7 separate regions of the Mus musculus genome follow, and regions 1, 3, 4, 5, 6 and 7 are each linked to region 2. Evidence: chromatin contacts called from public promoter capture Hi-C data. All regions are on one chromosome and are shown on one strand. Each heading gives the region's core, a stretch centred on a gene start, on an enhancer-like site or on the middle of the called end of the contact. The rest is flanking DNA. Distances are from core to core; before and after follow the strand shown. Region 1 holds the start of Plekhf2 (pleckstrin homology domain containing, family F (with FYVE domain) member 2). Region 2 holds the start of 4930412C18Rik (RIKEN cDNA 4930412C18 gene). Region 3 holds the start of Ndufaf6 (NADH:ubiquinone oxidoreductase complex assembly factor 6). Region 4 holds the start of 2610301B20Rik (RIKEN cDNA 2610301B20 gene). Region 5 holds the start of Ints8 (integrator complex subunit 8). Region 6 holds the start of A630034I12Rik (a long non-coding RNA gene). Region 7 holds the start of Car8 (carbonic anhydrase 8).

Region 1 (3,203 bases), core at 355-2,854, 1.2 Mb before region 2:
CTAATGACTCTTTGAAGTACTCTTATTATTCTAGTTTTACACACGAAGGAACTAAGGGTAACTAAGTATGTCCAAGGACGCAGGTATCATAGTTTGTGGCAAAGCCAAGATTTTGAGTGTAGACAGTCTGGCTTGCATCTTTGTACTTTAAGTTAAACAAGTGTGTTGTAGGGAGGGCAACTTTTTTTTGTTTTTTTTTTTTTTTGTTTTTTTTGTTTTTTTTTTTTTGAGACAGGATTTCTCTGTATAGCCCTGGGTGTCCTGGAACTCTCTGTAGACCAGGCTGGCCTCAAACTCAGAAATCTGCCTGCCTCTGCCTCCCGAGTGCTGGGATTAAAGGCATTCGAAGAGCAACATTTTTATTGATGACACTAGAAACACAGCAGTTCCTAATCTTAAAATTTAAAAAGATTTTAGAGTGTGCTTAGTCTAGCACACATAAAGATTGTGTGTGTATACGATTGAAATCCTGTAACTATCCCTATTACGACAACTGATCTCCTTTGCCAGTTTTGTTCTGGATACTAATTTAAAACAACTGTATTTGTTTCACAGACATTCTTCTTCCTCTTCCTCTTCTTCTTCTTGTTTTTCGAGACAGAGTTTCTCTGTAGACCAGGCTGGCCTTGAACTCAGGATTCCGCCTGCCTCTGCCTCCCAAGTGCTGGGATTAAAGGCGTGTCCAACACCGCCCGGCAGCTCTCAATCTTCTTAATGCTTTAATATAGCTCCTCCTATTGCGGTGGTCTCCACCATATAATTATTTGTTACTACTTCATAACTGTAATTTTGCTGTTATGAATCATAATGCAAAATATGTTCTCCGATGGTCTTAGGCGACTCCTGTGATCCGCAGGTTGAGAACTGCTCAACAGGAGGCTAAAAAGAAAATTCCTGAATAAAACTTTAATAATAACCCAATTTCTACCCCTTTCCTGTTTAAACGGTGTGCTTTTCCCAGCCAGCCAGCCTAGATGCCTCTGCTATCTCTCCGCAGCGCCTAGTAAACGCTCTTCTAACCCAGCGTCATGGTAGCACCGAGTTCTAGGTACGCGAAGCAGTTGGCCGAGGGGAAGTTTTGAAAAGAGCGGAGTTCTTCGGCATAAGGTTACACAGGAGCCTGCGGGTCATGGGTGCGGTAAGCGCAGACCCCTGGCTTGGGAGAAAGCGACAGCAGGTGTTCGGCTGAATGGCCGAGCCGGGCGGGGTTGGCAGACGCGGTTGGGTGGCGAGAAGCAAAGCCTTTCCTGTTCCTTAGGGCGGGAGGCGTGGAGGCAGCTTCCGCCCATTCTTCCAGAGAACTTCGCGGACTGCTTAAGAGCCCTTTCCGAAGGCTAGCCCGAGTCAGGAAAGTCAGGTCAGGCGACCCAGTCCAGCCTCAGCTGGCTCAGACGCGCGTCACCTCTGCAGAGGCGCGCGTTCCCCAACCCCGCCGGGGGAGGCCCCCGAGTGGGTGTGGCCTCCGCTGAAGAGCCCGCCCCCCGTGCGGTCGCGTGGGGATGGAGGGGCGGGGCAAGGCGATGGGCGGGGCGAGGGAGCCGGGAAGAAAGGGCAGGGCGGGTGTGCTCGTGCCCGTGTTTGGCGCTTGGGCGGGGGCGCGCCGGTGCGCGCGCAGGAGGGAAGCCAGCCGGAGCGGCCGTTGTCGGGTTCGACTGGAGGGGCGGTGAAGTCACCTGCGAGCGGCTGCGCCCGCCGCGTCCGGATCGCGCCGGCCTCGCGGGGCCCCACGCAACCCTGCGAGGCTGGGGTCGGGGAGCAGGCGGAGTCCGCGCCCGGAGTCGGCGACTAGGAGGACTCGCACCCTCGGCGCCGCCGCCCGCGCGGGGTCGGGTAGGTGCCATGGGGGTCGGGACGCACCGGGCGGCGGCGGGCTGGGGAGGGAGAAGCGAAACTTTGCGGGCGCCTATCCCCGCGGGCCCGGGCCAGCCGTGGCGCGGGGAGGGGTTGGCGCGGGCGGCGGCGGCCGACGCCATGTTGGGGTCTGTGGGAAACGGGGCGCTCGGGCGGCTCCCCTCCGGGCCGGCGCTCGGGCTGGAACCGCCTGGGTCCCGCCGCGCCCGTCCGCGGGACGCCGCCCGGAGGGCCAGGGCCGGGACCATAGACGGCGGCTGGGGACTGGACCTCGCGTCGCCCCCGAAGTTGTGGGGCAGCAGGACTCGGGTCCCCAGATCGTGCGGTCTGAAAACTTTGCAGGGTCTGGGCGTCAGGGGCACGCTCTGACTCCAGCAGTTTATTTTATGACTTTATATGAAAATGGCACCGTACAATTGGCTCAGATAGGAGCGGTAGCTTACACGCTACTTGAAGGGTTTTTTTTTTTTAAGTTTTATGATCTTTTGCCTAGTTTTTTTTTTTTTTTAATGTTATTAAAGGCCAAGAGCTGGTTCCCCAAGTTGCTCGAGTAGCCTTGTATAGTCCTCGAATATTAAAGCAGTAAGTTGTGTGAGTGTGCAGTGGAAATGACTAGTATTCAGGTTACATACACCTAAGCAGTAATTCAGACTCCCAAGTACATTAAACTGGTAAATGCCTTCTTTGTTATGTTTTAATATGTTGCCTAAGAGACTCGTTAAAGAACCATTTAGAGTTGAACGTTCAGTTGAAACGTTAAGGCATGTGTTGTCTTAAGACTAAGTGAAATAACCCAGTGTGTTGGCTCATGCCGGTTTTCTGAGCACTCCCGCGGGCTAGGGCAGAAGCATTGCCGCGAGTTCAAGGCCAGCCTTGGCTACAGCTTGAGTCTGAAACAAACAACCCCAGGACCACAACAAACAGATTAGGGTGATTTTGACGATTCAGTTTTTTTTTTATTCTTTTTCCTTTTCGTTCCTTAAAGGTGCATGAGTTTTGAGCCCCTATCTTTGTACCTTTATAGCTTAAGGGGTGGGAGGACCCAGGTTAAATCAGAATTAACCCAGGCTATTTTTAATCACTATGGGTCATGAGAGCATTGGGAGGTGAATGGTATTAAGTTGCTTATTTGGAAAGCTCTTTATAATCGCCCCTGCCCCCAAATGAAACTGGTGTACAGCATGAAGTAGCCTAGTAAATAAATACCCTTAAAAAAATAAAGGCGGCTTTAAAATTATGTTAAATGGGCTGAAAAGACTCTTAACAATGCAGAAGCCGTAAACAGCCGTGGTGGTTTTCCTTTTTTACTCTTTAGTTTTTTAAAATCATTCTACTATGTGGGGAAGGAGGAG
Region 2 (3,520 bases), core at 843-3,342:
TAAGAGTGTGAATTCCAGGTCTTATCTAAACAAACAAAGAAACACTTAATAATAATAATAGTAATAGTAATAAAATGGGGGCTGGAAGATAGCTCAGCCCTAACGTTCATGTCTGGCATGCAAAATACCGTATGCAAAACCAAAACAAATAAAAACACCTCACAAGCCTGGAGAACAAGGATGAGCCTGAGAGATGGGTAAACCTAAAGCGGCCAAGGACGTTGGACAGAACATGATGTTAACAAAACAGATGTGGTACAGGAAAGAAAGTAGCCCAAGCCTCATCTTTCCTTTTACATTGAGACATTGAGATGGGTAGGGAATTGCAAGTGTGATTGACTGCCAGAGAATATTATACACTTGTTTTCATTCTCTCTCTCTCTCTCTCTCTCTCTCTCTCTCTCTGAGATGGTGTCACTGGCCTGGAACTTGCGAAGTAAGTTAGGTTAACTGACCAGTGCACTCAAGGGATCCACCTATCTCTACCTCTCCAAAACAAGAATTAAAAGCACGGAATAGGACTTCAGCCTGCCTCCCCTCCCCCATCTCTCCCTCCCTCCCTCCTTACTTCCCTCCCTCCCTCCCTCCCTCCCTCCCTTCCTTCCTTCCTTCCTTCCTTCCTTCCTTCCTCCCTTTTAGTTTTCTGAGGCAAGCTCTCAGTTAGCTCCCTCTGACTTCTTACTCCCCAGTACAGATTACTACATGGCTTCCTCCAACCTTAGAAATGATCATGTATAAAACTGTTTCCATTGGAGAATTAAATTAGTAAAGGACTGGTGGTGGAACTCAGCTGGTATAGTGCCCGCCTAGCCCTGGGTTCCACCCTCAGCACCACATCAAATGGGCGCGGCGGCAGGACACATCTGCAGCTCCAGCATCCTTAGGGTTGCGGATAAGCATCAGGAACTCAAGGCCATCCTTTATACACAGGTGAGAGTATAAAACCAGCTTGGGCTACACGACCCCAGACTCAAAGATTCGAATATGAAAGGGTTAAAAAAAATCTAAAAACAAACGTGTAGGAGGTAAACTGTAAACATAGTTCGCAGTGATTATGATAACGACTAATATTTACTTAACACTTATAATGTGCTGGGCACTATCGTTCTATTAGCTCCTTCCACATTAGCTGGTCTAAAAGCTTGCTGTGGAAAAGGAAGTAGGTTTGTGGAAGGGAGCCAATCTGTGAAAATCAGGCCTCTATTACAGAATACACACACGGAAGCAGAATGCCTTAAATTTAGTGAGGTTCCTTAAAAATTTGTCAAGTAGATGAAATTAATGAGTTCACAATTTCTTGGAATTGTGAGAAGGGTAACCATACTGTTTTAAAAGGTTATTCCTATTTATACCGCTAGGGGGCATAGTTTAAAAACAAAACAAAACAAAACAGGTTGGGGAATACTACTTGCAGTGAATGCTGTTTTAAGTGTTCTGGCATTCTAGTCCATGACAGATTTTTTTTTTTTTCTAGTGCATACGATAAACAAAAATCTTTCCCACTGCAGCTCCCGCGCATGCTTCATATTCACCAAGGTTAACCTGAAACCTCACTATAAACCCAACTTATCTACCTCCAATCCTGGCAGAAGCTGGAGGAACAGCCCGAGGGCTCGCATGCTAATTGCTCTGATCGCCACCAGCGCTGAAAAGAAATACCAGGGGTAGGATGTACGTAGCTGAGTTCAAGTGCCCCAGAGGTCAGATCGCACAGGTCCACTCCCCTACCTCCTCACCGCCCCAGGCTGTGCAAGGGCGGAGGGGAAGGAGGCCAAACCGCTGTCCTGCCAACGACCCGCTCCTTCCGGCAGAGGTCTCCGTTTCAAACTTCACTCTGGCTGGGCCGGGCACAAACCTTGGTGTGGGCCTGGGCCGCCAGGAATCTTACGCGCCAGATTCAGCTACAGCAGAAGGCGAGCAAGTTGCTGGGGAAATTAAAACCGCCAAAGAGGACTCGGTCACCTAGCAGCAGGCCTGCCCACCTCGTTGGCCTGAGAGTAATGTCCAGACTCTGCGCAGGTCCCTTGAGGATACCCGCGCACGCGCCGCTCACACAGCCCGGGAAGTCACTGTTAAAACCTCTGCGCACTGGACTGAGCCTTTTGCGCGACCGGTTCCAAGAAACACTTTTCGTGACTCGATGGGAAAAAGAGCAAGAAGTTGGGAGACGGAGCAGGGTGTTATTCGGGGTTCTGTTACAAGAAGGAAGTTTTAAGGTACTAATGGAGCCATTGCTCAGAGATAGGTTGCGTAGTAAAAAGATTTTCCATTTGGAAGAAAGGGGTTCTGGGATGGCAGAGGATCGTTACGTCAAATGGTGCAACATTTTAATACAATCTACAGACATTTTCTGCATTCTTTAAATTATCCCTAGATTACTTTTAATGCTGGATATAAGGGAAACACTACACAAATAGTTGTTATGCTGCATTATTTTTGGAAATAACAAAGAAAGACTGTACATACATACACTCCTCAGAAATCTGTGAGGGATCAAATCTGTAGATATGGAATCTTCAAGTTCAGGAAAGTGGCTTCCCTTTCTCCACCTAAGGAGCTACATAAAACCGTATTAGTGGTGTTAGGTCAGATACCCTTTAAAAATATCGCATGCCTATGGTCCTAACATTCAGTACGCTGACGCGGAAGGATCCATGCTGGAGCCGTTCAGGTAGTGAGTCTGACAGCATCCCGGGTTACTCAGCAAGACCTCACCTAAAACAAAACAAATATATATGAGAGCAAGTACCTAGACTGTACACTTTCAAAGTCTCAACCACTGCAGGTGAAGTATGAAGACAGAAAAATATGGACAGAAAACGGGTAAACTGATATGTTTTCTGCTGAGTTTGACCATGACTCAGCAGTGTCTCTACCCTGCTGTCTTTCAGTCTTGAGACCCAGTATAACAGAACTGTCTCCTTATGAATTCAAAGTTCCTAATGAATGATTCACAATTTGAATTCAAAATTCAAAATAAATATTACTTAACAGCGTCTTCACAGATTAATCACACACACACACACACTGTGTGTGTGTGTGTGTGTGTGTGTGTGTGTGTGTGTGTGTGTGTGTGTGATTCTAGGAAAAGAGTCAGGCTCTGGAGATTCCCCCCAGACAGAAACTGAGGACCAGGTAACCAGCCAGGTGGCAGAACATAGAATAAAATAAATGAGTAATTAAGGTAAGAGCTAGTTGGAGAATAGAGCCAAAGCTATTGACCTCAAAATTTATTCATATATAGAAATCTCAGAGTCACTTTTTCGGGGGAATTTATGTGCCGGCAGGAAAGAAGCAGTTTCAGATAGCCATGGTTAAACTTGACGGATCAAAAAAAACATAACAAATGACACAGATGTGGGGACAGGATTTGTCGAGGGTGATTCACAAGAGTGGGAGGAAAAGACTGGGTAGTGAAAGCAATCAGAATGTTTTATACATAGTATGAAATGCTCAAAAACAAATGTAATAGAAGTTATAAAAGCTGCTTTGAGAGATAATTGAAATAGTTCTAATAAAT
Region 3 (3,404 bases), core at 96-2,595, 1.3 Mb before region 2:
TATCTTTTTCCCCCTAACTCTCAAATGCTGGCATTATATGTGCATGCCACTATACCTATAGACTATTCAATTAATAATAGTTGGTAACAACATATCATTTGTAGTATAGTATCATTTTATTGTATTTTAAACTGTTGTATTTAAGTATTTAAATTAGCACATTATGGCATGTACATAATGTATTTCAACATTTGCCTCCCATTACCCTCTTTTGTCTCCTGCCCCTCTGAGCCTCCTTTTTGTCTTCTGAGCTCCTTCACCTCATCTGGTACTATCTTACCATTTTACTGACTGACCCATCTCTCTAGCCTTATACTGGAATTCTAAATTCTCCACAGGCAAAAGGCTTTGGCCTGATTCCTGGCTGAGAGGCTACTTTTCTATCTCAGGTTCACAACTTCCTCTTTTTGTCTTGCTTCAACCTCACTGTGTAGTGTAGGCTGACTTTGAACACTCAACACTTCCTGTCTCAGCCTTCTTAGTGCTGGCGTTACAGATGACAGAGGCAAGTCAGATTTTACAACATCGAGGGACTGTCAATGGGTTAAAGCAGGAAACAAATGACTCCATGCTCTTGGGCTTTTAGAGTGTTGTGAGAGACAACTAACAGCAAATGATATATTGTTACTGTTAAAAAAGAAAAAGGAGCCGGGCGTGGTGGCGCTCGCCTTTAATCCCAGCACTCAGGAGGCAGAGGCATGCGGATTTTGAGTTCGAGGCCAGCCTGGTCTACAAAGTGAGTTCCAGGTCAGCCAGGGCTACACAGAGGAACCCTGTCTCGAAAAACAAAAGAAACAAAAAACAAACAAAAAGAAAAGGAAAAGGAAAAGAAAGCAAAAGGAAAGAAATTAAATTTTGTCTCTGTCTCTCTCCCCCTTCCTCTCCTTCCCCTTTATCCTTAGTGGTTGATAATGGAGGCATAACCTGGTGCATCTCTCAAGCATCTTTGTGTTTTTCTCTTGGAGGTAGAGTGGCTAATCAGTGTACCTGTTCAGGGCTATGCTGGGAGGTCTCTGGGAATGTGTGTGGGTGAATAGTGGGCATTCAGGTACAACAAGCTTCCAGCAGTGCGGTTACAAGTGTCAATAGCGCCCTTGAAGAGGATCAAGAGAGGATGGGGGTCTCTGGGGTGACAGGATGTAACGTCAGTCGCTTCTTTAAAAAGCAGGCACCCATCCCTTTTGGCGTTCTGGGGTTCTGTGGGAGTGGACGCTGGAGAGGACAACCAAGTCACCAATGTGCAGGATTATAGCGACACCTGGCTCTGGTCTGAGTGGCGTCCTTCCTTTGCGGAGTTGCAGAGATCTGCCGGGGGCGTGGCCACTTTCCGGGGGGCGTGGCCTCAGGGTCGGAGGGCACCCGAAGCGGGTGTCATGGCGACCTCCATGCTGGGTTCTGTCCGCGGCCCAAGGCCATTCGGTTTGGCTAACCTGTTCCATCGCCAGCCGCCTCGGGATGCGTGGGAACGTGTGCGGCGCCTGCCGGGGCCCTCGGCGGTCCGGCGCAGCGTGGCGGCGGCCAGCGGGCCAGGCATCCCCGGTTCCCACCTCTACTGCCTGGAGCTGCTGAGGTGAGTGGCCGCGCCCGGGGGACATCCCCGAGAGCCCAGAGCCTGTGGAACGCAGAGCGCTGAACCCCGAGCCTGGGGCTGCGTCCTCCGGGTCCTGCGTTCTGCTGGGCTCTGTGCCCGTGCTTGGAGAAGGAGACCGCAGGCCTGTTCACGTGGCTCAGCACATCCTCTGCCTGAACCCTAACGTTAATGGACCCTACAACCTTTGCATGCATAGCACTTTTTATTCATGGACAGCTAGTGACTTTAACACCGTTAACTGGCTTTGGGCTCTGTGTGCTGCACTATTAAAAGTAATTCACGGGGCCTGCGCATTTTTAGGTCCATTGGTAGGGTGCTTGCCCAGCGTGCTTTGGATAAACACATCTCACAAAAGTTGGCACACTCACTTTTGACGCATCTTCTTAGGAGGTACTGGCCAGAGGTTTAGATTTAACTACAAAGCAACCTCAAAGCTAAAATTTTGTTTACAAAAGTAAAGTCCAAAGCAGCTTATTTAATTCTCCTTTCAAGTTGTGATTCCCATCAAGGGAGTTTAAGAGTTAGAGCATTAAGAGCTGGAGAAATGGGTTAGCGGTTAAGAGAACAGGCTCAGGTTTGATTCCCAGCCCCGACACGAGATCTAATGCTCTCTTCTGGCCTTCTTGAGCACCAGGTAAGCAGTGTATAGACATATGTGTACGCAAACACTCATACACATAAAAATAAATACAATTTTTAAGATGAAGTTTAATAATTTCAAGGGAACAAGGGATTTGCCAGAGATTTACAAGAACAGCCTCATGACTTGTGTTTTGTTCACCTGGTGTCAGGAAAGACATCTGGGATTTCCTCTGTAGACATGTGTGGGGGTTGGGCCTGATGGGAATTGAGCCCTATGAATAATCTATGGCTTAATTACATCCACCCACACCGCCCCTGCATTTTGCCCTCCCTGCTAACAGCAGTTATCCGGTATGGTTTTTGTTTGTTTTGAGACAGGGTTTTTATGTAGCTGTGGTTGACCCTGTAGACCAGGCTGGCCTGGAACTCCTTCTGGTCTCTGCCTCTCAAGTGTCGGGTCTTTTTTGTTTTGTTTTGTTGTTTTTATTGTGTGTTATTTTTATTTCACGTGTATGCGTGCTTTGCTTGTGTGTATGAACTGTGTGCATGCCTAGTGCCACCGATCAGATTTTCTGGAACAGTTGTGAACCAATGTGATGTTGGGAATCACACCTCTGGAAGAACAGCTCTTAAGTACACAGCCAAATGCCTGCTTTGAAGGGCTTTAGAGTGTAACTAAAATAACTAAATCACCTTGGATCTGATTAGGGAAGCAAATCTGAGAAATGCAATTGCTTCTGTGTTTGCCAAGAGTTTCAGGTTCCCCTGACTCTGACCAAGTACTGAGTTTACAAGCTTTGGCTGTCAACCTGCCATGTTTGGTTGCTGTTTTCTTTATGGTGCTGGAGGCTGAGCTCACAGCCTGGCGATGCTAGACAAGATCTGCCCCACTGAGCTATATGATAGCCATCATAGTCCTAGACAGCTTCTCACATGTTTTCAAAAGCTGCCCTTGAAATCATGAAATTGTGGACTCGCCGTCTCTTGCTGTAGACGCCTGAGTATGCACCATACCCATTCTCTGGATACTCAAATTTCTGTAGACTTTTGCCAAACTTGTTTCTGGTATTCTTTTGACAATCAGTCTTTCCATTCTTTGAATCTTTGCTTTATGTTTAAGATGTCATTAGCTTGTTTTATATTTTCTCTGGCCCCAGCTTGGGACATCACTCTTTCAAGAGTGCCTGGAGTTCTTAGGAACCAATGTCCATATTTAGGTAATTGTGTTTTT
Region 4 (3,429 bases), core at 711-3,210, 1.1 Mb before region 2:
CTTACCTCAAATAATTACTTTCAGGTTTCTCAGTTCCAACCCTGGGTGGCCTATCACTCAGAGCTGAGTCTGCCTCTGCCTCTGGGGTTAACGGTGTGTCTGTCCCACTGGGCCCCAACTACAGAGACGCTCCCATGAGACTCTTCTTTGGTTTTGACGACAGACTGTCTAGGCTCTTTTCTCATATAATTCAAGAAGTTCAAGAAGCAGATGAATTTTTTTTTTGGTTTACTTTTTGAGACAGGATTTCTCTGTGTAGCCTTGGCTATCCTGGAACTTACTCTGTAGACCAGGCTGGCCTTGAGACAGATGAATTACTAAGAAGATGATGATGAGTATTATTTAGTTGAAACCTGGTCTTACTAAATTACCCAGCTGAGCCTCAAACTCATTCTTAGACCAACGCTATCAGGCCACCTAGATTTGGTGAATGAAGAGAGAACACCATTCACCTCATTGGGCGATAGGGGTAACCCATATCGGGGACTTAGCACAGAGAGAAGTAAACATTAGCAATTATTATCACAGCTATCATCTAGAGATGGTAAGTTAAGCCATGCAACCAGCAGGTGGTCTGTTCATAAACTCACAAATGATTTCCTTTGGCTTAGTGTAAAACTTCAGTGATGGCATTCCATACCAGAAAGGAACTGTATTTAAAACTTGGCTTAGGGTATTTGCTGTTGTTTTTTGCACAACTTCTAATCATTGTCCCTGATAAAAAGTTTAACACAAGTGATAACAGTTGTGATTCACTTTAGGCATTATAAATGTGCTAAGGTGGGGGCAGGGAGAGGAGGGTGTGGGTGGAGTCTGGTAGTCAGACACAGGCAGGAAAGATCACATGGCTGGGGAGAAGCCACAGAAATGGCCATCCTTTCAGTGTGGAGACAGTCTAAGCTTCTTTATGTTGGTTCCAAGATGAAAAGGCCTGACAAATTCTCTCCAACCACAAAGGAACAAAACCAAGCCAAACACAAAGCAAACACTGCAAAGTAATACCTTATACATTAATGGAAGAAACACCAGCCTTTCCCCCAATGGTCTAGGCAAGCGGCAGGTCCTAGCAGGAGTTATTACTGAGCCTAAGATCTCACTTTAAAGGATAATGCAACGACGCCTGCTTTTTATTGTTGTTGTTCAAATCCCCAAAGATTTAAGTGTCTTTAAACTTCGACCTGGATATAATAGGACATTTGCTGGGTCCCTTAACTTTGGAGACACGGGGAATGGCAGGCAACTGGGCAATTTATTTAATTCAGATATTTGCAATGGATACTCTTAATAATTAAATATACTCTCATCTAACTCCTCGAGCTTAAACAAATCAGACAATAAAATGGTCTTCTAACAGCTGGCCTACCGGTTCCCTAAGGGTTGCCTGGTAACGGCGTGAGAGGCACGACATTTGCAGTCAGGGCCCCTCGCCGATGAGAACGCTGTGGGTCTGGTCAGCGTGGCCCTGTCGTGTCTCAGGGGAGGGACACCCCGATCCACGTCAGGTTAGGGCTGTCAGGTAGGGTCTCAGCTCCCTCAGGCTCGCCCAGGGGCGGGGTCTGAGCCGTGACCCGAGGGCCGTCGAGGGCTAGGACAGTAGCCCAGGCCGCGGGGGCGCGCGGCGGCGGAGGCCGGCTTAGGCGCCCCGAGCAGGGCTGTAGCAGAACCGTCCACCCGCCTGCGTTAACCTGAGAGTTTCTTTCTCCTGGGCTCCGTTCCGGTCGCCGCTGTGCGAGCCGCCGCCGCCGTCGCCTTTGGGCCGCTCACCCAGGTCCAGCCTCAAGGGGTCGAGTCTGCAGAACTTGGTCTCGACTTCATCCAGAAGTTCGTCCAGGTCCTTCGCCATCTTGAACAGACGCGTCTTTCTCTCCCGAGCCTCGCTGGCCGGTGGTTTCCACGGCAACGCGAGAAACCGACGCGCCCGGGAGCGGGTTCCCCACAACCTTCCGCGCCTGCGCAAACCTCCGGGCGACTCGGGGGGCGCGCGCGCTGCCGCGGCGCTGACGGGCGCGCACTCGCGGTGGCAGGGGGTCCCGAGGCCCGGGGACCCGCTGAGGCCGGCCGCCGCGGATGTTGTCGGTGGGTCCTGCGTGCCCGGAGCGCTTCCCTTGCCGTCCACGCAGCCTGTGGGCCCGCTTTGCCCTTCACCTCTCCCGCTCCGCTCCGGCGCCTGATCACAAACAGTCTCTCTTTCCACCCCAACAGCCTCTCTTTCCACCCCGTGGCGACCCCTGGTCGCTTTGGCAGGCTGTATGTTTCATCGGGGAATCTGCAGATCCAAAATTATTCATTCGGTGGCAAAAAACATTCCCTTCCGTAGTCGGCAGGATTCGAACCTGCGCGGGGAGACCCCAATGGATTTCTAGTCCATCGCCTTAACCACTCGGCCACGACTACTGGTGATGCTAATTTTGGCAGGAAGATTCTATGTAGACTCTGCATTGGAAACTTATGCCGCACTCAAGCTGGCTTGGATCGGAGTGAAAAAGCTTAAGCACATTCGAACATTGTGCTTTGAAGAATTCTGCCCCTCTTTTCTGTGACATAAAAGTGTTGGAGCTGAGTCTTCAAAGCTAGAGTGGGGGGTGGGGGGGGGGGTGCGGTCGAGAGGAGAAAGGGAGGGAGAGAAGCGAGAGAGGGGCCCCGGCTACTTTCTTATTGATAGAGGCATTTGCAGTAGAGAGACTGGAATTGCAGGACCTCTGGCCAGCCTCCCAGCTTCCCCGCACACTTCTAGTTTTCCTTTGACAAGCAGCTCCTAGACCGTTTTTCTCTCATTACCAATAAAATAGTGATTCCTATCAATTTATGAATCGCAAGACTGTCTCACCAGGATATGAAGCACTACTTTGAAAAAGAATATAAACCACGGTGCAAAACCCAAAACAAAATAAAGCAAAACAAACAAAACAAGCCCCCACAGTATTTTCAATTCTTATGGTTTGAGCAGGCAGTCATATCTATATAGCCTGGGCTAGCCTTAGAACTTGAGGTCTCTCCTACCTCAGCCTCCCTGGAGTCGGTTTGTAACACAGACCTAGATCACAGCACCGCTTCATGAACATAGCGAGCACATTGCATTTCTAAAGTTGTATTAGCCAAGAAGTCGGCACTCTGAGTTCGGCAGACATCTGAGCCAGGTGATTTGTTAGTTTCATTTACTTAATTCGTTCAAAATAGTTTTAAATTTCCCGAGGAGCAACATGTAACGGTGCGCAATATAAAAATGGTAGGTAACAGCTCACCAGAAGCCTTTGGAAGGATGATGGTTTTTTTTTTTTTTTTTTTTTTTTTTTTTTTTTTTTTTTGGCGGCCTATTGTTGAGTGCAACCATTACTTAAAATGTAATGTTATAGTAAAACAAAGGTAATGTCTGGCAAACTCTAGCTGTTTCTCTGCGTGGCCTTGCTGCTGTCGAGCCTGTTTACATCA
Region 5 (3,173 bases), core at 299-2,798, 1.5 Mb before region 2:
AGCTTTAAATTTATTGCTGGTTTATAAAAGCCTCGATTCGATCAATCAAAGGCTTGCTATCCCAGCTATTCCTGTTTTGTTTTGTTTTCGAGATAGGGTTTCTCTGTATAGTCCTGGCTTTCCTGGACCTCACTCTGTAGACCAGGCTGGCTTCAAACTCAGAAATCTGCCTGCCTCTGCCTCCCAAGTGCTGGGATTAAAGGCATGCGCCACCACTGCCCAGTTTATCCCAGCTAGTCCTAAAGGATATAAGATCCATCAGAATATTTATAGAATAGTTTTACATATTCTATACATGGTTTTATTTTATTCTTTTAAAAAGAAATCTAAAGGGGCTGGTGAGATGGCTCAGTGGGTAAGAGCACCCGACTGCTCTTCTGAAGGTCCAGAGTTCAAATCCCAGCAACCACATGGTGGCTTACAACCATCTGTAACAAGATCTGACTCCCTCTTCTGAAGTGTCTGAAGACAGCTACGGTGTACTTACATATAATAAATAAATAAATCTTTAAAAAAAAAAAAGAAATCTGAAAACAAAACAACAGATAACCACCCAAAAAAGCCCACAAAGAGCTTAATCTATAATCCAGCACTTGGGTGGTTGATTCAATAAAATGGATGCAAGTTCAAGTTTAGCCTGGGCTACATAGTTCCAGGTCATTCTGGGCTACAGAGTGAAACCCTGTTTCAAACAAAGCAAAACAAAACAGGAGAAGCATCTAAAAGAAACTGACTAAATCTGAATTTTTTTCTTTGTTTCTCAGGGTCCCTTTATGAAAACAATCATCTTTAGTAACACATATCTGAAATTTTCTATGAGGTGTGTATAGGATGTCTGGGAGTTTTCTTCAAACTTTCTTCTGGATGTATTTTGTCCGGATCAGCTGGCCAGTCAGCTGATCACAGGAACTCTCTAGAAGGACCAATCTGGCTTTGGCTTTTGCTCTCCAAGTGCTGGGTTTTACAGGAATGCCCCACTACACCATGCTTTTTAGTTTTATTGATAATGATACTTAAGGACCTTTCAGAATGGTGGAACGCGTAAAATAGGGTTTACTGTGCCTAGACTGGAGATCTGAGGAAAATTAACTAGCTTCTTATTCCGAGAGTTAGTCTTGGGAAGTCGCAGAAAAGTTTGTTTTTTTTTTTTTTTTTTCTTTTTTCCGGAGCTGAGGACCGAACCCAGGGCCTTGGGCTTGCTAGGCAAGCACTTTACCACTGAGCTAAATCCCCAACCCCAGGAAAGTTGGATCTTAATTATGTAATAAGCCTTGGGAAACGGGGAGAGGAGTTAGGCTGGAAGGAGTCTCAAAAAGGTAAAGCACCCAAGACAAAGCAACTAGATTTGGTCTCTTTGGTTTTCTTACGAAGACATCGAACTCGCTTCATTTTCTCTGGGAATGTCCAGAGAATCTGGAGAGCCCCGCCAGAATCTAGCTTCTGAAGGGCCAGGAGACTCCATGGCAGCTAAGGGGCGGAGCAGTCTGCTGTTCCCGCCCCTTTCCTCCGAAGTCTAACTGGGATTGGTCGAGAGCGTGGCTAGCTGCGGATCCGGGGCCGGACTCTGGCCGACTACTACGCCATCTTGGGCTGTGCGAGCTGACTAGAGGTTCCGGGCGGTTTCGCTGGATAAAGGGACTGGGCGAGGGTCAGGTTGGAGCCCGGAGGCGGCGGGAGCAGCGGCGGCGGGGGCAGGATGAGCGCGGAGGCGGCGGACCGGGAGGCGGCCACCTCCAGCCGGCCCTGCACCCCGCCGCAGACTTGCTGGTTCGAGTTCCTGCTGGAGGAGTCGCTGTTGGAGAAGCATCTGCGCAAAGCCTGTCCGGGTGAGCGAGCGAGCGAGCGGGCGGGCGGGCGTGGTCTGCGGCCCGCTGCCTTCTGTCCCCCGCTGCCTGAGGCCTGGCCGGCGCCGCTGGGCCCAGCTCGACGGTGCCTCAGCCGGGAACGTCGCCGCGGAGCGTCTGCGGAAAGTTTCAGACAAAGGCTTTCGGTCTGCCGCGGTCCTCACAGCGAAGGGCGCCCGCACTCGCCGTGCGGGGGTCGGGTCGCCGATGTCGCACGGCCCTGGGGGTGACTTCGTGAGGGGAGAGCGGCTCTGCGGAGCCTAGAGCCGGCCGTAGCCTTCGGTTCATTCAGCCAGGGGATTGTGTATTTCACTGTTGAACCCCGAATTAATATAAATCCCCCGAAAACAGCTGCTTCGGCTGTTGTATAGGGATACCCGTGTTGGGCAAGGAACATGGCCCTTTTCCTCTTTCGGGCATTTTGGTAAAGGTACAATGTAAGGTCTTTACCTTTAGTTTGCTCAGTTCTCATCCGAATTTGGCCTTGTAGGAGACTACTTTGTGAAAAGTTGGCATCATTGGTGGGGCAGTTTTACCAAGTGTATCTCAGTGCTTTTAGAGCTTTCCTATTGACACATTGTTAGGGGCTAGGGTGCCAAGCCTCCGTGCTTAGCTCTTTAAATAGGTTGCGGTCCTTAGCGAAGCCTTCATTATAGTGAAGAAAGTGGCATTAGCCGCTACTTTACTGGTGGGAAACAAAGCTAGAGACAGTTCAATAAAAGACCCCTGTCAAAACACTACTTCTTTCCTCCAATTGGCATTGGTCTTATCTTGAACTGGGAACCTGTAATGCTTAGTTCTTCTCTGTGAAATGCTTTGTTATGAATCAGTTTTGAATCGTCCCCAGACCCTCTTGCTTATTAATTAAGCTGGCAAACGCCGATCTGCAGCTGTCTCTGACCACACCTCCAGATGTTTCGTGCCCCCCAAGTACCATAGTCTTTAGTATACGCGAATCCTTTTGCGTTTTTATAACGAAAACTTTAAGAATTTAATTTCTTTTAAATCCTAGATCCTGCACCAGTTCAGCTTATAGTTCAGTTTTTGGAGCAGGCTTCCAAACCTTCAGTTAATGAGCAAAACCAAGTCCAGCCTCCACCTGATAACAAGAGAAATCGCGTCCTAAAGCTTCTTGCTCTTAAAGTTGCTGCACATTTGAAGTGGGATTTAGACATACTGGAGAAAAGGTATAAAGCTGTAAATGGCATTACATTTGAAGCAGTGTTTGAATGTCTTTGTTTCTGTCTGGATTCTAATGTTTTTCTGATAGTGGCTTAAAATAAATTACTTTTCTGCATGTTCATGGCAAAACATTCAAGCATGTAAAGA
Region 6 (3,098 bases), core at 38-2,537, 1.4 Mb before region 2:
AGTAATTTTACATTCATGCTTTCATTTCCTTAACTGTACACTGGGAACGCGAGTGCGTTCAGGAATTTGCAAAGTCCCCTAGCACCCTTAGATGATCATCTGGGCCATTCATGCACTCCCCAGGACAACCAGGGTGGGAAAGGCACGTCCTGGCCTCGGCCGCCAGGCGCCTGGACGAGCCTCCAAGAGCGGGCTGTGGAGAAGCCGGTTCCGCGCCAATTTGGAGAGCGGCTGTGGCGGGGAAGCAGGGGGTGGAGGGAACCTTCTGGTGTCACGTCCTCCAGGCTCCTTTCCCTCCTTCCCAGCCCCACCCGGCGGGCAGTGTCGCTTGCAGGGGTGACGGGACCCCAATTCCAGAAGAGCAGAAGGAAAGGGGGGGGGGAATTAAAGGAGAAAACCGTGCTTAAGAATCTCTCCGTGAAGTGATCCCACCTTAATCCTCTCGCGCGGGAGACCTTCCCCAAGTGAGGATGGACAGAGAAGCTCCCAGAGAAGCTTTGCCGTGGCCTCTCATTTGGGGACACACTCCATCCCCTGCCTCTGCTTGGCCTCCTGACAAGAATCCTGACAGGGACCAACCTCGGGAACCCCTGAATTCCAGTCTCCTACTTCTTGTCCCACCCCCGCCCCCCATTTTTCCTCTCCCATGGCTCCCGCCAGACGTGGTTCCCTTAGCTCCCGCATGCCCCTGTCCCCAATACCTCCTCACCGCCAGACCCTCCACAGCTCGGCTCAGCTGGCGCCGGCGCCAACTCAATATATAGGCCGGGCCCGGACCGCCCCGCACGCATGCGCCGCAGACTGACACCTCGGCCGGCGCCTTCCCCTCCCCCACCCGCGCCCGCCCAGCTCGCCCGCGCGCGCCGCGCCCTGCCCTCAGTGCGCGCGGACGGGCTGGCGGGCGGGCGGGCGCCGAGTGGCCGTACGGCTGCCCTCCTGGACCGTGCTCCTCCGCCCCTCTCGGCGCTTCACCTGCGCGCGCCGCGGCTGCACGGCTCAGAGGCTCCTCCCCCATGCTGGTTGCCCACCACAGGCTCCCGCACGCCTTCCAGTTCGCGCCGGGCCCCCTCACGGTGGCTCTTAGATCTCGGAGTGTCAGGCTACGGTTCGGCTCCGCGTTTTGGCAGAGGCCTTGGGAGGGCTGGGGTGGGGAACCCCAAGTCTCCTCAGAGGCACGGGGAGCGGGAGCCTAGGGCCCACCCCTCCGGGAGGAGCCGGCCAATGGCAGGAGAGGACGGCAGCACAACGTGGAGCGGCCGCAGAATGTAAACACGCCGGAGCGCGCCGCCCGCCACGTGCGGAGCCGGAGCCATCCGCCGGGCGACGAGCGGGCGGCGGCGCACAGGAAGGTGCCTCAGCGCGGCCGGACGAGGTACGTGGGAGCCTTGTCCCCGCGCGCCGCCGAGCGGCCACTCCGCTCTTGCCTACGGCTCCCTCCCAGAGCCCGCGCGGGAAATATTGGCGCCGCGCGCTGCCTTTCTCCTCAGACGCCTGTTCCGGGCGCTGACCACCTCTCGGGACTCCAGCGGGCGCCCTCCCCGTCCGCACGCACGAGCGCCGAGGCTCTGGGGACCTGGCCGGAGAGCAGGACGGTCCGCACCACGTGCGCGCCCGGGCCGCGCCGCGCCGCGCCGCGCCCCGCCCCGGCCCTGCCCGGCAGCCAGCGCGCCCTGCGGAGCCCGCGCGAACTGCCTGCGCGGGAGCGCCTCCCGCCTGCGAGCGCTGCCGGGACGTGGCGGGCCGCCCCGCGCCGCTCCTAAGCCCCGGGCTCCGACTACCTCTCGGCGCCCTGCGCACCCTCAGGCCGGGCTTGCGGGTGACACGGCACACACAGTCCCGTGGCGCGACGCCGCTTGGGGAACAAAGACCACCCCCAGGCCGCGGAAGCGCAGGAAGGGCTCCCGCAGGCCGGCGGTCCCGCGCTTAGCCATCCTGGTCCGGAGTGAGCCGGTGCGAGGGCGCCAAGGACAGCGGCCGCGCGGCCCGGCCCTTCCCGAGATGCACCTGGAGGCCTCCGGCCGCGGTGGGCCTTTTGTGCCACGCTGTGGTTAAGAGCCCAGGAAGGCCCTCGTCACACTTCCCGGGTCTTCGCATGGTCCTTCACACCGGCTAAAGCTTACTTTCCCAGCTTTACACGTAGACAGGATCAGAGGAGACCCAGTGCCTTGTCTAGGCCTAAGGAGCGTTCACCCAACCCATAATTGCTTATCAAGACTGGGGGGGGGGGGGGGAGTTACCTCCCTTTGCTGGAGCTGTCGTCTTGTACAGCTTGAGATCTAACCCGTTATGGCAAGAAAGCAGAGGTGTGTTATCTGAGTGGAAGTAAAACTGATGGCCTACAGCCCCGCTCCATAGTGACTTCAAGACCAGCCTAGATTATGTGAGACACTGTCCTAAAAGTGCCAACTGGTGGCCTATGTAGGTGAACTTGGCCAGGATACACTGAAAACGAGGGCTGTCGTTTACATGGGATTGGTCTTAAGTATCATAAGTCCAACCGCATAAGTTAGTGTACGTACGTCATTAAAAATGTACTGTGGGCATATCTAAGTATTACGTGAACAGAGTAGCCATAGGAAAAGCAAAATTAGAATGATTGAATCAACGAAAACTAAGATAGCAAGCTGGCAGTGGTGGTGCACACCTTTAAGATCAGAACTCAGATGGCAGAAGCAAGGGACCTCTTAAGTTTGAGGCCAGCCTCTGCTATAGAGTGAGTTCCAGGACAGCCAAGGCTAGGCAGCAAAACCCTGTCTTGAAAAACCAAAAATAAATTAAAAAGTAAAACAAGGTACTTACAAGCCTTTATACATTCAGAATGGGAAGTATGGTATGTTTTCACATGTAGAACCTACAGCTCAGTGGTAGAGCACTTGGCCTATCATGGGTTTGATCCTCAGCACTTGGAAGGCGAGACATGAAATAGGGGACTATTTGTAAAGTAGATAGTGGGAGGCAAATATGATCAAACTTTTATGCAGGCATAAAATGTTAAAATGAAACCTTTCTATATAGCTAATACATACTGATAAACATCAAATTTGAAAATGTACAGAGACTCCATATTGACCAATCATAGAGTTGATTAATAAATACAA
Region 7 (3,527 bases), core at 411-2,910, 1.5 Mb after region 2:
CACACGGCCCCTAATGGAGGAGCTAGAGAAATTACCCAAGGAGCTAAAGGGAACTGCAACCCTATAGGTGGAACAACAATATGAACTAACCAGTACCTGGGAGCTCTTGTCTTTAGCTGCATATGTATCAAAAGATGGCCTAGTCGGCCATCACTGGAAAGAGAGGCCCATTGGACTTGCAAACTTTATATGCCCCAGTATAGGGGAACGCCAGGGCCAAAAAGGGGGAGTGGGTGGGTAGGGGATTGGGGGGTGGGTATGGGGGACCTTTGGGATAGCATTGAAAATGTAAATGAGGAAAGTACCTAATTAAAAAAAAAAAAAAACAACAACATACACACACACCCTGAAACCCACAGGCCATGTGGGTGCTGCAGCTGTCCAGGAGGTTTTTTGTTTGTTTGTTTGTTTTTGTTTTTTGTTTTTCTTCAGACAGTGGAGGAGTAGGTCAACTGATGTTTTTCTCCTTAGCCTCCATCCACTTCCTGAAGACGTGATACGATATTTATTTTTTAAGTTAAGGCCCCAACAGGCAGTAAAGGATAGCAACCCGGCACCTTAAAATTTCCCAGCTAATCAATCACCCCCGCCCTGTTTGAGGAACTCGATGCATCCATTAATCTCACAGACACTGTGGAGTGTGCATGGGCTATGTAAAAGGCAAAGCATACTGCAGGCCTGAGTACTAACTTACTATGCAAATATATCTGCTATCGTGGAGGAAAGGAGCTTAGGGGTTACTGAACAGGGCTGGAACACCAGGATGAAGCATTAGCCTGAGGTTGGGACACACGCTTCAGGGGTAACGACTTGACCTCTTTGGATCGGGGAAAGTTCCTGTTTGTTTCGTAATGTGTGTGCATTTCATTATTTGCGCGACTTCACGAGGCGCTTGGGAGCGGTGTCCACAGCAAGGTGAGCCTGCAGCAGCACCCCAGACTTAGAAAGTGGAACCAAACACCCCATTTCATTGTCTTTGAAATATATTTAGTAAAAATTTCTCAAACTATACCTATGTCTAGTTGCTAAATTATTTTTCGTGAAATGTTTGTTGGACTTATTTTGGGAAAAATAAAATCCATATTCATTTTCCCTGTGTTTTAAGGACGGATTAAAAAGTAAAACTCGCTCAGATAAGCTGCCACCACCACGCTTGGCCCCATGGTGGTGGTGCATTCTTGCAAGCCCAGTGTTTGCAAAGTGGAGCGAGCCCTGTGCAGTTCAAGGTCATCCGCTTCTCCACTGGGAGGAGTTTGAAGCCAACCTGGTCTCCTTGAGACCCAGTCTCACAAAACCAAACCCCAACAAAATTGACCGGTAAACGATGGCCAATAAACCATTCGACCAGGGAGTCTTGTTGGGTTCCCGGTCTCAATCCCGTTCCCAAAGCAAGGCAACTCCATTGGGAAAATTGTTTGGAGCAAGGGGAGCACGGGAGACAGGGCGGATTTTGGAGTCTCCAGGCTTTTGAAAGGGTATTAGGACTTGGGTGCAGCAGGCTTCCCGTGTTGCTGCAGCCCCAGTTTGATTTTCGCAGGCTTGCCTGTCCCGATTGTGGGGTGAGAGGGGGTGTAGGTGGGAGTGTAGGGCGGGGGGCGTGTCCTCGAGTCAGACACGCCCCCACCGACCTTAAAACGCGCAAGCCTGCGCCGGACCGCTGCCTCTCGCGCTCGCGGGGACTGCCACGCTCAGTGCGGTCCCCAGCCCCGCGCCTGCCGCTCCCGCACCCGTGTCGCAGAGCTGCCCATGGCTGACCTGAGCTTCATTGAGGATGCAGTCGCCTTCCCCGAGAAGGAGGAAGACGAGGAAGAGGAGGAGGAGGAGGGCGTGGAGTGGGGTTACGAGGAAGGTAGGCTCGTGGGGCCGCTGTCGCGGCTGCTACGCCCCACGCGGTCCCCCACTTGCCCCTCCGTGGCTGCCTGAGTGCTGTTCGCACCTGCTGCACCCAGGCAGCCACATCTCCCAGCCTGGAGCAGACGTGCAACCGAGTTGCTTTCTAGTCTTGGGAAGTATAACCAAACGCACTTCAGAAAAACCGTCCCGAATTGCAGGCTGGATCTTGGGGACTTTAAAAAGAGTTTTCTAAATCTGTCTTCGCAGATCCAGGGCTTCGAATAGTCATTAGTGCCCGCCCATGTTTCCTGTATACACGGAGAAAAGAGCAAAAGAACTAATATGTATGGGACACTGTATTTGCATTTTAAACAAGTGGCGCTCATTAGCGTTACAGGTTTTCTGTTGTCTCTGAGCATGTGGGGCTTTGAGGAAATTTCCCAGTACTGCACATAATTGAACTGATGAGCAGAAGAAATTTCTGAGGTATCTTTTTTCTAGTCACTTCAAGATGGCATAAGTTTCTTAGATCCCTACATCAAAGCGTCTGTATGCACAGACAGTAGAGGATTTTGTGTGTGATATTTAACAACAGATCACTCACGTAATGAATGTAAAAACCCACACACATTTCTTATATTTCATCTACATACAGATGATAGTCACAGCTATAATGTTAAGGATTATGAGATTTTTGTGTTATATTTTACTGTCATTAACCTTAAAAAAATCCAACCTAGTCTCATTTTGTCTTCAGGTGTTGAGTGGGGCTTAGTGTTTCCTGATGCTAATGGGGAGTACCAGTCACCTATCAACCTAAACTCCAGAGAAGCCAGGTATGACCCCTCACTGCTGGATGTCCGCCTGTCTCCAAATTATGTGGTGTGCCGGGACTGTGAAGTCACCAACGATGGACACACCATTCAAGTCATCCTGAAGTCAAAATCAGGTAATTTGGAACACATGTTTCTGCACTTTTATAAGCAAGCTCTGATTTAACTTGTATGGTTTTAAAGGCGACACCAACACAGTTTCTATTTTCATGGTCCTTATAAGTTGCATTTTTCTGGGAATTATTTTCTAATAGAGTTCTCAGGGGCTAAGAGGGTGAAGTGATGATTATCTCAGCTGGCTGTTCTTCCAAAACTGTGCCTGGAGCTGCCTCTTGCTCAAACAAACATTTACTGAGCTATGAAGGAAGGAGTGCACACACAGGCTTGCGGAATTGGGTCTTTCTGCTGTGCGTTTTGTTCTAAGTTACTGATTAGCTGAAATCATTTAATTATAATGTCTTTTGAAAATAGTTTGTGAGACCAAAGATTGGGATGTATTGATATCACCTGTGTTCAAACTTTTCAAATTAAAGTTCCCTTCTCTATCAATGACAAGAATAACTTTAATGTTGAATGCAGTCCGATATTTAAGTGGCAACTCAGTGCTTGCTTTTGGTTATTGTTAACTCACTCACTCTTCTTGAACCTTGCCGAAATGAATCTGAAATGTTTTGTGGAAAATGCAATTTCTGGGAGAATTGCTTTCCAGCTTAAATGTAGGAGAGACAAAAACAGATTTAAAAAACATTAGCACTAAGATTGTGTTTTTCATGGGGAATAATGACTATTTTTCCTCCTGGAAGGAATGTAACATTAGTGTGTTGAGTGTTGATGTGTTTTACAAACAGACTGTGCTTACAT

Evidence for each region. Promoter capture Hi-C pulls out the DNA fragments that hold promoters and counts their contacts.
Region 1: a promoter capture Hi-C map of liver shows a contact between it and region 2, with 9 times the contacts expected there. The contact joins the promoter of Plekhf2 here to the promoter of 4930412C18Rik in region 2. A contact is called at or near these places in 4 of 39 promoter capture datasets (the 3T3-L1 cell line, cranial neural crest, liver and 1 more) and 1 of 115 datasets of contacts at active chromatin or transcription factors (astrocytes).
Region 3: a contact with region 2 is called in a promoter capture Hi-C map of liver, with 4 times the contacts expected there. The contact joins the promoter of Ndufaf6 here to the promoter of 4930412C18Rik in region 2. A contact is called at or near these places in 5 of 39 promoter capture datasets (the 3T3-L1 cell line, cranial neural crest, frontonasal cranial neural crest and 1 more).
Region 4: a promoter capture Hi-C map of liver shows a contact between it and region 2, with 4 times the contacts expected there. The contact joins the promoter of 2610301B20Rik here to the promoter of 4930412C18Rik in region 2. A contact is called at or near these places in 7 of 39 promoter capture datasets (the 3T3-L1 cell line, the SN4741 cell line, cranial neural crest and 3 more), 2 of 484 Hi-C or Micro-C datasets (embryonic stem cells and uterus), 5 of 115 datasets of contacts at active chromatin or transcription factors (embryonic forebrain, embryonic stem cells, epiblast stem cells and 1 more) and 1 of 9 other capture datasets (embryonic stem cells).
Region 5: a contact with region 2 is called in a promoter capture Hi-C map of liver, with 3 times the contacts expected there. The contact joins the promoter of Ints8 here to the promoter of 4930412C18Rik in region 2. A contact is called at or near these places in 2 of 39 promoter capture datasets (cranial neural crest and liver).
Region 6: a contact with region 2 is called in a promoter capture Hi-C map of liver, with 2.8 times the contacts expected there. The contact joins the promoter of A630034I12Rik here to the promoter of 4930412C18Rik in region 2. A contact is called at or near these places in 2 of 39 promoter capture datasets (cranial neural crest and liver).
Region 7: a promoter capture Hi-C map of liver shows a contact between it and region 2, with 2.5 times the contacts expected there. The contact joins the promoter of Car8 here to the promoter of 4930412C18Rik in region 2. A contact is called at or near these places in 2 of 39 promoter capture datasets (cranial neural crest and liver).

Annotation. Positions count from the first base shown.
Region 1 is chr4:11,006,020-11,009,222 of GRCm38.p6, reverse strand. It overlaps Plekhf2 (pleckstrin homology domain containing, family F (with FYVE domain) member 2), which reads left to right and starts at 1,604. Exons shown (of 2, transcript NM_175175.4): 1 at 1,604-1,830.
Region 2 is chr4:9,769,157-9,772,676 of GRCm38.p6, reverse strand. 4930412C18Rik (RIKEN cDNA 4930412C18 gene) reads right to left here and starts at 2,092. Exons shown (of 4, transcript NR_030693.1): 1 at 1,983-2,092.
Region 3 is chr4:11,074,146-11,077,549 of GRCm38.p6, reverse strand. It overlaps Ndufaf6 (NADH:ubiquinone oxidoreductase complex assembly factor 6), which reads left to right and starts at 1,345. Exons shown (of 9, transcript NM_001085493.2): 1 at 1,345-1,570. The coding sequence starts at 1,374.
Region 4 is chr4:10,873,029-10,876,457 of GRCm38.p6, reverse strand. 2610301B20Rik (RIKEN cDNA 2610301B20 gene) reads right to left here and starts at 1,960. Exons shown (of 6, transcript NM_026005.3): 1 at 1,686-1,960. The coding sequence starts at 1,843. It overlaps n-TSaga9 (a tRNA gene), which reads right to left and starts at 2,394; the gene lies at 2,313-2,394.
Region 5 is chr4:11,252,634-11,255,806 of GRCm38.p6, reverse strand. It overlaps Ints8 (integrator complex subunit 8), which reads left to right and starts at 1,548. Exons shown (of 27, transcript NM_001159595.1): 1 at 1,548-1,826; 2 at 2,857-3,031. The coding sequence starts at 1,697.
Region 6 is chr4:11,189,419-11,192,516 of GRCm38.p6, reverse strand. A630034I12Rik (a long non-coding RNA gene) reads left to right here and starts at 1,287. Exons shown (of 3, transcript XR_001784240.1): 1 at 1,287-1,372. Ccne2 (cyclin E2) reads right to left here and starts at 808. Exons shown (of 12, transcript NM_001282943.1): 1 at 702-808.
Region 7 is chr4:8,237,174-8,240,700 of GRCm38.p6, reverse strand. It overlaps Car8 (carbonic anhydrase 8), which reads left to right and starts at 1,660. Exons shown (of 9, transcript NM_007592.3): 1 at 1,660-1,849; 2 at 2,591-2,782. The coding sequence starts at 1,747.